Linked DNA regions of Oryctolagus cuniculus: region 1 is linked to region 2. A link is a contact called in public Hi-C data. All regions are on one chromosome and are shown on one strand. The core of a region is the stretch at or near the end of the contact, and the rest is flanking DNA. Distances in the headings are between cores, read along the strand shown.

The links. Hi-C and Micro-C count contacts between places; a contact is called where the count stands out from the background.
Region 1: a contact with region 2 is called in a Hi-C map of an unstated tissue, with 4 times the contacts expected there. The contact joins the enhancer-like site here to the promoter of CDH23 in region 2. A contact is called at or near these places in 2 of 6 Hi-C or Micro-C datasets (ear pinna and an unstated tissue).

Annotation. Positions count from the first base shown.
Region 1 is chr15:62,871,353-62,878,764 of mOryCun1.1, reverse strand. All of the region lies in intron 9 of CDH23 (cadherin related 23), which reads right to left. Among named protein-coding and RNA genes, the nearest start is that of C15H10orf105, 99 kb to the left of the region's middle. Within about 2 kb of position 2,759, at least 1 of the 8 cell types and tissues checked has an H3K27ac peak or open chromatin away from gene starts, as enhancers often do.
Region 2 is chr15:62,690,977-62,697,804 of mOryCun1.1, reverse strand. It overlaps CDH23 (cadherin related 23), which reads right to left and starts at 4,028. Exons shown (of 68, transcript XM_051823796.2): 1 at 3,665-4,028.

The sequences.
Region 1 (7,412 bases), core at 1,510-4,009, 180 kb before region 2:
GCCCTCCAGGGGGCGCACCTGAGCATAGGAGTGTCAGAGATGGAGAGCCCACAGGACTAAGAGCCATCTGGTTCAGACTTCCCCAGAGGTGGGGAGTGACTCGGCCACCACCACACAGCAAGTCTGAGGCAAGACGGTGGCAAACGCGTAGGTGTCAGGTTTGGCTCAAGTCTGGGTGCTGGGCTAGGCCACAGGCCATAGGGGTCCCAGGGCAGCCTCTGGTCCCCTGGAATCTTTGGGGAACACATTTAAAAAAGTTTTTTGTGGGGCCGGTGCCGTGGCTCACTTGGTTAATCCTCTGCCTCGCAGCACTGGCATCCCATATGGGCGCCGGGTTCTGTCCCAGTTGCTCCTCTTCCAGGCCAGCTCTCTGCTGTGGCCTGGGAAGGCAGTGGAGGATGGCCCAAGTGCTTGGGCCCTGCACCCACATGGGAGACCAGGAAGAACCACCTGGCTCCTGGCTTTGGATCGGTGCAGCGCCGGCTGTAGTGGCCATTTGGGGGATGAACCTATGGAAGGAAGATCTTTCTCTCTGTCTGTCTCCCACTGTCTATAACTCTACCTGTCAAATTAAAAAAAAAAAAAAAAGCTTTTTGCTACAGAAAATTTCCAACACACATACAGAGCTCAGAACACCACGGAGCCCTACAAGGTGACTTAAAAAGTTCATGGAAAATGCACCGAACCTTTTCATTCCCTTCCTGGGGGACTTTGTGAGGTCCCCTAGGATGTACCCATTGCCAGGGTTCCACAGGCATCCGCAAATTTTCCAACCTTATTTTAAGATCACCCCTCCACACAGACACCAAGTGTTTCACAGGGTTGTCAGAGAAAACTCCAGTTCACTTAAAAAACACGGTACGTAGGGCTGGGCCTGTGGTTAAGATCCTGCTTGGGATGCCCACATCCCACAGTGCACTGCCTGTGTTAGAATCCTGGCTCTGCTAGCAACTCCAGCTTCCCGCTAATGCTCACCCCAGGAGGCAGGAGGCAGGAGGCAGGAGGCAGGAGGCAGGAGGCAGGAGGCAGGAGGCAGGAGGTAGCCAGCGCTGGCCCCAGGACTTGGGTCCCTGCCACGTCTGGGGAGACCCAGGCTGAATGCCTGGCTCCTGGCTTTGGCCCGGCCCAGTCCTAGCTGCTGTGAGCATCTGGGGAGTGAACCAGCAGTTGGCAGTCTCTCTTTCTCTCTTTGCTTTTCAAATAAAATTTAAAAGTACCACATACATCTCTCAGAGAGACTTTTTTAAAAAGATTTATTTTATTTATTTGAAAGACAGAGTTACAGAGAGAGGTAGAGAGAGAGAGGTCTTCCATCTCTGGTTCACTCCCCAGATGGCCACAACGGCCGGAGCTGAGCTGATCTGAAGCCAGGAGCTTCTTCCCTGTCTCCCACATGGGTGCAGGGGTCCAAGGACTTGGGCCATCCTCTGCTGCTTTCCCAGGTGCATTAGCAGGGAGCTGGATGGGAAGCAGAGCAGCCGGGACTCAGACCGGCACCCATGTGGGATGCTGGCACTGCAGGAGGTGGCTTTAACCTGCTGTGCCACAGTGCCAGTCCCTCTCAGAAAGACTTTTAAAAACGCAATCAAACATGCCCCACCACACTAAACAAAAGAAATGATTCCTCAACATCATATAAGATGCAGTCCACATTCAGGTCAGGAATCCCATTAAAACTTGGTTTTTGTTTTGAAAAAGAAAGGACTGAGAGGGAGAGAGAGAGAGGGAGGGAGGGAGGGGGAGACAGAAAGGGAGGGAGGGAGGGAGGGAGGGAGAGGGAGAGAGAGAGGGGGGGGAGAGAGAGAGAGAGAGAGAGAGAGAGAGAGAGAGAATCGATCTCCCATTTATTTGTTCATTCCCCAATGCCAGGACTGAGCCACATCAAAGCCAGGAACCAGGAACTCGATCCGGGCCTTCCACGTGGTGGGAAGAACCCAAGTAGTCAAGACACCACCTGCTACCTCTCAGGTGAGCACCAGCAGGAAGCCAGATGGGAAGTGGAGGAGGGGCTGGGACTCAGGTCAGGCACTGGGGTAGGGAAGGAGACGCCCCGAGGGGCGACCTAACCACCATGCAATCGCGCGCCCAGGGGATCCCCTGTTTGAAGGGGGGAGGCCTTCACCCCCACCACGGAGTCCCCAGAGTGCAGGCCCCGAAGCCAATGAGACGGAAGAACAGGCGCCCTCAGCTTCCTCTGCAGGGAGCAGAGACCCGAAGCAGGGCCAGCGCGTGGCACAGCGGGTAAAGCTGCCACCTGCGATGCTGGCTCCCCGTGTGGAGCTCTTGGGTCCTGGCTTTGGCCTGGCCCAGCCTCATGCTGTTGCAGCCATCTGGGGAGTGAACCAGCAGATGGAAGGTCTCTCTCTAACTCTTTCAAAAAAATAAACACATCTTAAAAACAAAAGACCAGAAACAAACGTGACAAAGGGTCAGCAAACACGGGGGTGGGGATGGTGGGCCCACGGGTGTGCTGCACGGCTCCTGTCCTCCCTAGGGATTCACTCCTTCACCTTCGCCAGGGAACTCAGCCCAGCTTCTTGGATGAGAGCCAGGGGTCCAGGGCTGCTGTGATGGCTGAGGGCACTGGCTGTGTCTTCCCAGCAGCCTGGCCTCTTGCGTGTCCATGGCCCCTTGCCCAGGGCCCACACCCAGGATGCATTCAGAGGCCGCTCAGTGACCGAGCCCTGCCAGCCGGATGTCTCCCAGCACCTGGCTCCCCGGGCAGGGCTCCTGCTGAGCCAGCGAGAGCCTGGACCGAGTGCCACGGCCTTGGCTCTCCAGCCAGGGAGAACTCGGCTCAGCAGCCAAGGTCCTTCCCAACCGCTGGCCGCTCTCCTGAGACACAGCAGCTACAGGTCGGGGTTCAGGGTCTTGCCGCGGGGCCACCCTCAGCACGGGTGGCCTGGGGGCCTTCTCCATCACAGGGGCTCTCGGGCCTGGGACCCCAAGCCCCGCTCACCCGGCAGGCAGGCAGGCAGGCAGGCAGGCAGGCAGTTTCTCTGGGAAGCCCGCCAGCCCAGAGGGCCCTTCCCTGCACCCCGACTCCCAGCTGTGTGCACTGCACAGGCAGCCCTGGAGGGGCGGGGGGAGCCCCGGATCCTGCTCGAGGCAGAGAGCAGCTTTGGCAAGTTGGAGACTCTAGGCGCCCGTCGGAAAGGGAAGCGAACCTTTGCTGGCGGAGGGAGCTCCTGGCACGGTCCCGGCACCGAGCAGAGCATCAAGGCCCAAACCCCACTCCCAACTGGGCCAGGACGGACAACCTTTGCTTTCCAAACCTGCGCCCTCCCGGCAGCAGCAGCCGAGGCAGCCTCCTCCCCAGGGCTGCCCGTGGCTCTCCTTACTGAGGACCGGGTGTGAGCCCCAGGAAGGAGCCAGCCCTGTGTGCTCGGTCCCTGCCAACCCGGCCTGCCCATGGGCGAGGGTGATGCTGGGGGCTGCCCACATGCTGCCAAGCCACACCCCCCGCTCCCTGCGCTGTGCCCGGAGCCTGTGCCCACCCTGGTCTCCCAGGGCGGTAGATGGAGGAGGAGCTCCAGCCTGGCCCAGGAGAGAGCCTGGTCTCCTCCGTGTCGGTCTGGGGTGGAGGGTGGGGAGAGCGGGTGAGGCCTGGTGTTTCTCCAGTGGCAGGCAGGGCCCCAGAGCAGACGTGCGGCTGCCCCGGGAGCTGGCAGCGGCCGGGAAAAGCGAGTGGCTGGGCAGGGGGACGCACACGTGGGAAGTGGGCAGTGGGATGCACGCTCGGCTCTTCCCTCTGCTTGTCCCCACGCTGGCTTCTTGGACACCCCCCACCCTCCTCTAGCCACTTCTCCACCCATTCTCCATGAAGCAGGCCTTCTAAATACCCAGCACAGATCAGTGTCTTCCCTGCACAGATGCAAATCCCACTCTCGCACCCTGGCCTGCAGACCCCTGAGTGGTCAGTCCTGGGCCAGCTCTGTGGCTTCACTTCCTGTGCCTCACCCATTCCCTGCCATGTGACAGTCCCATCAAAAAAAAAAAATGCTTTCCCCTAATTTCCTGTTTCTGAAATGTACCCAGCTTGTCCTTGCCTCAGGGCCTTTGCATGTGCTGCTTCTCCCGCCTGCAGCACTTCCCCTCCCCAGCCCCGCGTGGCTGCCTGCTGCACCAAGGCTCAGTGTCCCCACATCAAACAGGCCGTCCCCAGCAGCCCCGCTAGGTCACCCCAGCTCAGTCATTCCCATCACATGCCCACTGGATTTTCTTACAAGCAGTTGTCACTCTGCAAAATGATCTCACTCACTAATCTATTTGATTATTTCTCCTGTCATCCTCACTCAACTGTAAGCTCCTCAAGGGCAACAGCCTTGCCTGTCTTGTTCATGGTTATACTCTCAGCAGCCGGTGTATGCAAAGTGCCTGATAAATATTCATGAATAATAAAATTAACTCGAGCTGCCCGGCAAGCTGCAGGCGGAGCCAGCAGGCCAGAAGCAGCTGCCCTGACCTTGAGGCCACGCCCTCCTCCCTCACTCCCTGGTGGTGAGCTGCCAGCCCCTGCTCCCCTTCCCTGTGGAAGGCAGGCTCTGAGCAGAACCATGGCGGGTGTCCCAGGAGTCCCCACCCCTCACTACAGTCCTTGACAGCTTCCTGTGGGGCAGCTTCGGGCAGAGCAGAGGGGGAGTGGGGAGGAGGGGACAGTCGGGCCGAGCAGCCTGGAGACCTGGCCCCTCTCTGCCTTGGCCTCTGTCTTCTCACCTGTGACTTGGGAGGGTCAGGCTAGATGAAGGCTGGAACCCATGGCCTGTGATGGGTGAGGCTGGTGGGAAACGGGGCCTCCTGGGGAGGAGGCTGGAGACGAGCCGGGGTGTGGGGGGCACGGGAGAGGCTGGCGGTGCCTCTGTGCTCCGACCCGCTCCATGGCGTGGCGCCCGGGGACTGGGTTATCAATCTCCCTCCACCTGGAGCACTCCCTAAATGAAATTCCGCGTGGCGTGGGGCCTGTGATATAACAAGTCACTCGCTCCGCCTGGGAAATGAAAGATGATAAGGCAGAGTTCCTGGGACAGCGGCGATGTCCATAAATCTGCCAGAGTGTGCCGGGGATTACTTTGTGGGATTAATTATCTGTCCTTCAAACAAAGACCTGACCTCCGTGGCCCAATGTCCCCGCGGTGAGGGAGGGACCGTGGGGCGGAGGGGCGGGCGGGGCCGGCAGGGCTGGGAAGTGCCAGTCATCACCTCCTTCCCCTCTAAGCTCCTGCCGGCTCCCTCCTGGCCCAGATCCCAAAGGCTTGGCCTCCAGCGCTTTCTGAAACCCAGCCACATGGGGGCGCAACCATCTACTGCTCACAGGTTGGGAAAGGGCTATGCATGGCGGACAGAACCAAGAGCGGCCCAGGGGCCAGTTCAGTGCCGACCACTTCATCAATCTTGTGATCCAGGGATTCCAGGATCACCATGACGGGGAGGGAGAGACTGGGCAAAGGAAACAATGGCTGTGAACACCCAAGCCCACCCAGGGGCCATGCCAGGGGTGACACTGGTGTGGGAGGAGGCCTGGGAATGGTGGGTTGGGAGAAATGGAAGCCGGGCTGCTGGGTAAACATTCATCTCCCCACTAGGAATGCGGCAGACAGAGGGGGCAACCAACCCTCTCCCATCAGCTAAGCAAGAATGTGGTCAGGTAGTTGGGGAAGACTTCCTGGAGATCAGCTTTAGAGGAGGGAGGGCTGTAGAGAGAGGGATGGTGGTGTGGTCATGGTGGGGGAGGACAGGCAGGTGGACAGGATGGAGCAGGCTCCTCCCTGCTCTGCCCAGCTGCACCTTCCTTCAGGGGGTGTTCACGAGCTCACGATCAGCCGAACACTCACCGCCAGAGGGTACATCTAAGGGCTCCTGCAAAGTGGCACTAGGGAGGAGCTTACTCTGACGCAAACTTCTGAAACTCCGTGCAGATGAGGGGTCTCCAAAAGTTCTTGGTGAATCCCTACATGGACACACTAGGCTGATCTCAAACATCTTCCCACCCAGATACACGCAGGTTTCAGTTCCACCTTCGTACAAACGTCGCGAAGCGGCCCCACGCCCTTAGCTGCCCCTGCGCGGTCAGGGCCGCAGCCACGTCTCAGAGCGCATGACACAACCCAGCCCTCCAGCCTGGGTCAAGGCAGGGCAGGCCCCAGGCCCCCAAACTCTGCGGACCCCGTGCCTGGCGGGCGCTCAGCGGCTAGGGCAGGGCCGTTCCCAGCATGGGAAGCCCCAGTGACCGGAGGACAGGTGTGCAGGTTCTGGAACTGACTGGAAACTGGGAATCAGACCAATGCCAGAGGCAGCTGAAGCGGCCAGCCGTGGGTGCCGCATATCGCCACAGGAGCCAAGGCCCCACTCCCTCTGCCTCTGGGCGGCCTGCAAGCTAAGAATGGCTTTGTGGATTTTTTAAAAAACATTTTATTTATTTTTTTTATTTGAAAGGCAGAGCATCAGAGAGAATCTTCCATCTGCTGGTTTCCTCCCCAGATGGCTGCAACAGCCAGGCCTGGGCCAGACCACATCCAGGAACCTGGAACTCCATCTGGTTCTCCCTCGTGGGTGCAGGGGCTCAAGTACTTGGGCCATCTTCAGCTGCCTTCCCAGGCACATTAGCAGGGGGCTGGATTGGACGTGAAGCAGCGGGGACTTGAAATGGCGCGGGTATGGGAAGCCAGCAACCCGGGCGGCAGTGGGAGCTGCTGGGCCACCGTGCTGGCACCAAGCCGGGGTTTTAGAGATGAGTCCCTTCGCAGTTGCTCTGAAGTCTGCTAATACTGCCCGAGAGCCCTAGTGAAGTAAAACGTCACCCCTGCCCGTCCCCACCTCCAAACTCCATTCTCATTAGCAGACCTGGAGCATAAAAAACTATACGCAAGTATTACTATATTTTGAACTCAGACATCTTGGTGAAAATGTGCTCTCTTTCTTGGTGAGAAGTGGCGACACAGTGGCCTTGACTTGCCTCTCGGACTACTGTGGCCTTTGGCAGAGAAAGGTCAGTGACCCCGACTGCAGGACGTGCTGTATCTGTTAGAAGCCCTGTGCCGCTGGGCTGGATCAGAACCAGCTGCATGTCCGCAGTTGCTCTGGATTCAACCTCAGAGACCTACACAAGGCCAAACAGAGCCAAGGCTTGGTAGTCACAGCAACAGGAAGCCAGCGGGCCAGGCAGCTGCCCAGGTCAGAGCCTGTTCGAGTCCCGGCTGCTCCACCTCCCATCCAGCTCCCTGCTAATGCACCTGGGAGAGCAGTGGAAGGTGGCCCAAGTGCGTGGGCCCCTGCACCCGTGTGGGAGACCCAGAGGGAGCTCCTGGTTGTGATTTGGCCCAGACTGAGCTGTTGCAGCCCTTTGAGAGGGAATCACTGCATGGGAGATCTCTTCCTCTGTGTATGTCTGTCTGTCTTCCAAATGAATCATTAAG
Region 2 (6,828 bases), core at 2,779-5,278:
CCCAAGGAGACCAAGGCGAAAGCCACAGAGCCTGTGCCATGCAGGAAGCCACAGAGCCTGTGCCATGCAGGAAGCCCAGCTCAGGAGAGGCCAGCCCCGAGCAGAGTGGGGAGGCACATGGAAGGCCAGGGAGGGAGGGGGTGCAGGTTGGAGAGGCAGCCACCCACTGCCCCCCAAGACCCCACAGCCAGGAAGGCTTCCTGCAGTCGGTGACTCCCAAGCAACATCAGGATCCCCCACACCACGTTCACGAGGCTGGAGCACAGAGAACCCGCCGGGGCTGGCGCTGTGCACAGCAGGTTAAGCCGCCGCTGGGGCGCCAGTCTGAGTCCCAGCTGCTCTGCTTCCGAGCCAGCTCCCTCCTAATGGGCCTGGGGAAGCAGCGGAAGGTGGCCCAAGAGGCTGGGCCACTGCCACCCATGTGGGAGACCTGGACTGAGGTCCTGGCTCCTGGCTTTGGCCTGGCCCAGACCCAGCTGTTGTAGCCATCTGGAGAGTGAACCAGCAGAAGGAAGACTGTACTCTCTCTGCCTTCCAAATAAATCAATCTTAAAATGAAGCAGCAGCAGCCCCACCACCTAATCCTATCCCCGTTTCTCTTCCAGTGGAGGCAAAGCTCTCCCTTCCTGAACAAGCCGCTCATTGGCTCTGACTAAACGGCCCTGCTCGCCTGTTAACAGACGGACGGGATCACTCAGTGCTCACGGAGACCCGCATTGAGGCTCAAAAAAAAAAAAAAAAAAAAAAAAAAATTAAAACTGATTTTCTAAAATGAAAGAAGTATAATCGAATTTGAAACCAATGAGTTCAAAGTCAATTAAGCTAATTTTTAAAGCCACCTTTACACATTAAGATGTGAAATTTTTAAAAACCTGAGGGCTTAAGGAGGCGGTACAGCGTTCATTAAGCTACACACGTTCGCACCCCTGGTTTTCAAACAAACCAAAGAATCACCTCAGCGTCACCCTCTGTAAGCCCCCGCAGTGCCAACCAGGTCCTGCAGAGCTCATCCTCTCTGCCCTGCACCCCCGCAGACCTCCCTCTTCCTCAAGGGGGCGGGCAAGCATAGGGAGGGGCAGTGCTCCGTGGGGCGTGGCCAGGGACAAGAGCCCATGCAGTAACCTTTCACCCACGGCCCCTGCCCCCAGTCTCTCCTACAGGCCAGCAGACCCCTTGGGGTTTTATCAAGGAGAAGAGCCAGCATCTGCCCAGCCCCAGGCACCTAGGAGCTAGGTTTGCAGCCCCATTTCTGGAGCCCTGTCCCCCATGCCTGTGAAGCACACAGGAAGCTGAGCCAACAGGCAAGTCTGTTTCAAGGACCTCAAAACAAACAACCTGATGGCGGCATTAGCAGGCAACAGCCCCCACAGCCCCCAGCCCCAAGACACCACGGGTGGATTTCTTTCTTTCTTTTTTTTTTTTTTTTTTTTTTGGTGAGGTACAGTTACAGAGAGAGAGAGGCAGAGACAGAAAGAAGGGTCTTCCATTCACTGGTTCACTCCCCAAATGGCTGCAACGGCCAGCGCTGAAGCCAGGAGCTTCCTCCAGATCTCCCACATGGGTGCAGGGGCCCAAGGACCTGGGCCATCTTCTACTGCTTTCCCAGGCCATAGCAGAGAGCTGGATCGGAAGTGGAATAGCCGGGACTCGCACGGGAGCCCATGTGGGATGCTGCTGCTGGCCTCCCTCCCTCCCCTTCCCTTTACAGAAGGTGTAAATAAACTTTTCAAAAAGAAAAGCTCACCCCCTCTAAGACACTGTGAACCAGAGCACACACCTCTCTCAGTGACCTTATCAAACACAAACTCAAGATCAGAAGGCCGGGGAGGGGCCTGAGACTCTGCATTTCTGCAACTCTGCCTCGCACGGGTTGCTGACGCGGCAGGTGCACAGACCGCTCTCGAAGAAGCAAGCTTCCAGAAGACCTTCCGCTTCCAGGAGAATGGGCACTCCGAACAAGCACTCAGAAAGGTGCCTTTCAAAATGTTCAGCTCAAAGGAATGAGCCTCACACGGTGATGTGGCAGGTACGGAGCACGTTGGGCAGGGAGCTAGGTGGGAGGTGACCAAAACGCTCTGCCATTGTCACCCTCGGGTAAGCCGATGTGACGATGCCAGCTGTTTGGGGTCAGGAAGGCTGAGGCAGGTGCACAGGGTGTAGCACAGAGAAGGCCAGCGGCCGCCTGCCCCTCCTGGCTCTCCCCAGTCACACCCATCACTCCTCCAGTGCCACCTCCCCAGCCCACAGGCTACGCTCGCTCTCTGCCACTTGACACCCTGCCTTCCTACTGTCCCCAGCCCTAGGCAACAGCACCAAGGCTGCTAATCCCCCAGCCAGGGGTCCCTTGCTCTGCAGAGTGACATCGGGTGCCCCCACCCCCGTGGGTGCTGACCGCAGTGCGCCTACCCCTGCACCATGAGCTGATCTGACCTCTGGGCCAGCACCAGCTCTCACCACCACTGCGGGCTGACTCATCCACACCTTGCACCTGGCCCCCACCAGGCTCTGCAAGCCCACCCCCACCCATCAAAGAAATTCTCCCCCAGGTGAGGGTTTGACTCCACGGAACCCGTCCTCAAAGGTCTCTCCAGCTGATTTCAAAATCCAGATTGGGGCGGGGGCAGCCGCCGAGGACGGGAAGGAGAGGGCAAAATGCTGTGTGCAGGGGCACAGGCTCTGCTTTCCGAATTGCGGCGGAGAGTGGGGGCACATCACTACCCTGAAAGGCTAATTTCCTCCCAGTGGGCGGCTGACGGGGCTGGGGCCCGGCGGGGCGGCGGTCAGCCGCGAGGGCACAGACCTATGCACGCCGGAGGCGGCAGCCTTACGTGCCAGCCCCGGGAAAGCAAAGCGCCAGGTGCCGCGGGGTGGCCCCGCCACCACCATACGGAATGCGCGGGCTCTGCACGCATCCCGGGCTCACCCGCCAAGGAGGGAAGGGCAGCGCTCCCAGCGCGAGGCCTTGGGGACAACCAGTACTGCCCAGAGCGTACCAACCCCTGGGCTGGAGAGGCCACGCGCCGCCGGCCGCACGAGGCTCCCGGCTCCATGAGGGGCGCGTCTCTCCAAGGCCAGGCAGAACTGGGGAGGCTGCAGGGGTTCCCTGGGAGTCTCCCGCGGGCCTTGAGTGGGGAGGGGTAGGGAGGGGTAGGGAGGGAAAAGGGGGGGGGGAAGGGGAGGGGAGGAACGGGGAGGTCTACGTGACTTTCGGTCCCTTCAGCGCTGCTGCCCACCCTGCGGTGGGGGTGCGCCCCACCCCATCTCCGTCGTCCAAACGGGGACCAGAGCTCAAAGGGGATGGGACTGGATCCCAGCGCCCTCTGCACCCCGAAACCCTCCGCCATCCTGCACCCTCTCCAATACCCGGGGAGCAGGGCGCCCGAGGGCTCCCTCTCCCAGGAAGCGGGCAGGGATGGGTGCGCGTCCTCCCAAGGCCAACGCGGAGGGAATTCGAGTTCCCGGGAATCAAAGTTGCCGCGTGTCTGGCAACGGGCTCCGAGCGGGACGCGGAGCGCGGGGCTGGGGCCAGAGCCCGCCGCGGGCGACGGCCACGCCGGGCACCAGTGGCTCCACGGCTGCGGTCTCGACCCCGCGGCTCCAACTTTCCCGGCGGGGGGAAGGAGAGGGAAGCGGGAAGGGAAGGGCGGTGCGCGGCTGCGGGTACCGTGTGCTTGTGCGGAGCGGCGCCGCGCCGCGCCTCGGGCTCTGCTCTCCACCGGATCGGCCCCCGCGGACCGCCTGGTCGGGCCCCGGCCACCACCGCGTCTCGCTGCCGGCGCGAAGGCTCATCCGCTGCGCACCGGCCGCTCTGGGGTCCCCTCGGGCCGCCCGCTCGCCGCTCGCCGGCCGCAACTTCAGATGCGCCACGGGCTCGAACGAGGCGCGCCCCAAATGTCCCGAGGCTCAGCAGCCGCGCGCTCCATGCCCGGGGCCGGGACGCCCCGCCCCTCCTGGCTCGGCGGCCGGCCGCCGTCGGACGCGTCCTGGGGCCGAGCACCGCGCCCTTCTCTCCGAGCCGCTGCCGCCGCCGCCGCTGCCGCCGCCGCTCAAGTCCACGATCAACTTTCCCTCGCTTCCTCCGCCCCGCGCGGCCCCCGCCACCCAGACCCCGCCTCCTGACGCTCCTCGGCTCCCCTCCGCCCCGCGCGCGGTCCCCGCCCGCCGCCAGCGCTCCGCCGCGCCCCCACCCACGGGGGCTGCCGGGACCCCCGGCTCCTTCCCGGGCCCCGCCCGGACCCCCGGGAGCGGCGCGGAGCCCAGCCAGGCGCTCAGGGCATGAATATTTCAGTGCTGGCAAAGCAGTCCTCCGCCGATGTCATGGCACCGGCTGCTGTGGCAACTGGGCGATTCCCCCAAAGGGCCAGGGAGGACGCCCGCGCAGGCGGCCCCAGGTGCGTGCCGGAGCCGCGCCCCGCAGGGCCACCAGCTGTCCCGCAGAGGGGCGCGTGGAGCAGTGGGGGCCTGGTCAGCCTCCCGCCCGCTCCGCGCCTCGGGCCAAACGAGGAAAAGCTCCCGGGAAGCCGAGCTAGTGAGCGGGCGCCGGGCGTAGGTGAGCCCGAGCCATCTGTTGGCTTTAAGCGCCCCCTCTCTGCTCCAGAGTCGCCGAGCGGTCCCTGTCGTCCCTGGGGCCGCTTGGCCAGCGCTTCGCTCCTACCAGCTGCCTTTGCCTTTGCCAGGCGCCTCTCCTGGGCTCCCACCTGCACCCCTCCCTCACCGGAGCGCAAAGGGCCTCCAAGTGCTTGCAAATGGGCGACTCGGGGCGGGAAGAGCCCCTTGCTGGAGACCCTACAGCCGGGCCCCTGCGTCCTGGCCCCTCGGCGCTCTCCCACAAGGACAGGACTTCGTGGCTTTCAGAGAAGGAGGGGAGAGGGAGGCCTGGGGGGCTGGGGACAAGTTGCCGGGTAACCCTCTTGGGGGGCTGCTCCCCGCACTGGATCTTCACGACCCGAGCTAAACACTGCATCTTTCTAGCTCGGGCTCACCCGCAGGCTCCAGGAGCTGTGGGAGCTGTCGCCATCCTGGGCAGCACATTGTCAGCAGCTGCCTGGAGCCAGACCCCGGCGGAGTCTCCCGGAGGTTCCTTCATTGTGGAACCTCCTCCCCAGGCTGCAGTGAGGAAACAGGGCCCGTGGTGGTGGCGGATCTAGAACTCTGCCTCTGTCTGGTTCCAGGGCTGCAGTTCCTCACCACTGGGCATTCATCCATCCATAGTCAGCAGTGTGACGTGGCTTCTGGGGGTGCGGCAGGTGGACAACAGGCTAGGCCCTTGTGTCTCGTGGGAATCCTCCAGTGCAGACACTAGGCATTGGAGCACATAGACAGGTAAGCTTACAGCTAGAATCGATGCCAGGAGGAAGAGTGCTTTAGAGGTGCCTGGCCTAGAGAGGACTTCCTGGAGGAGGTGACTGAGCTGAGACCTAAGGATGACCAATAGAGGGCCTTTAGACAGGAGAAACGGCATGTGCCAAGGCCCAGTGCTGGGAGGAGTGAGATGGGGCAGGCGGCACACACAGGGAACATAAGGCCACCATGGAGGCAGGGGCCTGACTGCAGAGCACACTGGTCTTAATCAGGGGTTGGTTTTGTCCTCAGCTCAAGGGCTCCTGAGCAGGTGGGTGGGGTGGAGGCTGAGGGGAGGGAGTATCATCATTTGGATGTAGGAAGATTTTGGGTGTTGCCTCGGAAGCAGCAGCTGACCAGAGGAGACTTCAGTTAAAAGTATTTGCTGGCCACCATGGATGGGTGATAGTTTAGGTGTCACCCCAGAGTCGTACACTATGGGACTAGGGGTGCGTCTGGGGGTGGGGCCCTGCATAGTGACTGCATTGGATTGGCTTGTGGGTGCTGCACCAGGAGAGACCAACTAGAGAGCCAGCGCCTGCGCTCCTGGCCCCCAATCACGCAGCAGGGGATGGGCGACCACGTGGAGCACCACAAGATCCTCCCTCCAGTACCCGCATCAGATGCCAGGCCAATGACGCCACCCAATCTTGCACAGCAAACCCCCAAATCATATGCAAAAAAAAAAAAAAAAAAAAAAAAAAAACCACACACCTCCAGCCTTGATACGTAGCTTCTCTGGGGTGTTTGTGTCCGCGATGAGCAGCTTGCACACTCCTCAGGTACGATACTGCACCAGCACATCTTCTAGAGCGGGGTCAGAGTCTGCTGCCCACAGCTGGATCTGTGCCCTTTCCCGTGCGGTGCAAAGGGTTAGCAGAACACAGACCTACCCAATGCCCGTGACGGCTGCACAGCTCAGACGTCGGGTCAGAGACCGGAAAGCCCGCCATCGAGTCTCGACGCTTGAGCCACATCAGTGAACCACACACACGCACACGTGCACACGTCCAAATCCCTGCCCCGTGGAGCTCCCATTTCTGTGGTGCTGCACCCATCCAGGTGATTGGTGGCCAGGACCTGGAGGGGCGGTGGTGGCAGAGGAGAGAGGGGACTTTCAGGAGGTGCGCATCTATAGGGCTAGGAGACGGAGGGGTTCCAGGCTAAGGAGGAGGCGAGCGTCAAGGGGCAGCCCAGGTTCCTGGCCGTGGATGACAACGGAGGTGGGGCTCTCTGGAGGGGGCGCTGGAGGAGGTGAGCAGGTGTCCCTGGGGCACAGGTGGAGCAGCAGCGATGGTCTCAGTGTCTGTGACAGTCACAGTCCCAGACAGGGTGCTGGGGCCAGGAGTCCTGGGCTCCAATCGCCCCGTCGCTGCACGGCTGGACACTGACTGAGCCTCTCTCGGCCGCCTGCTCCTCTGTCATCAAATTAAAATGTTGACTATCACAGCACTTCCCACTCTTCAGCCTTCTTTGATTCTTCACCGT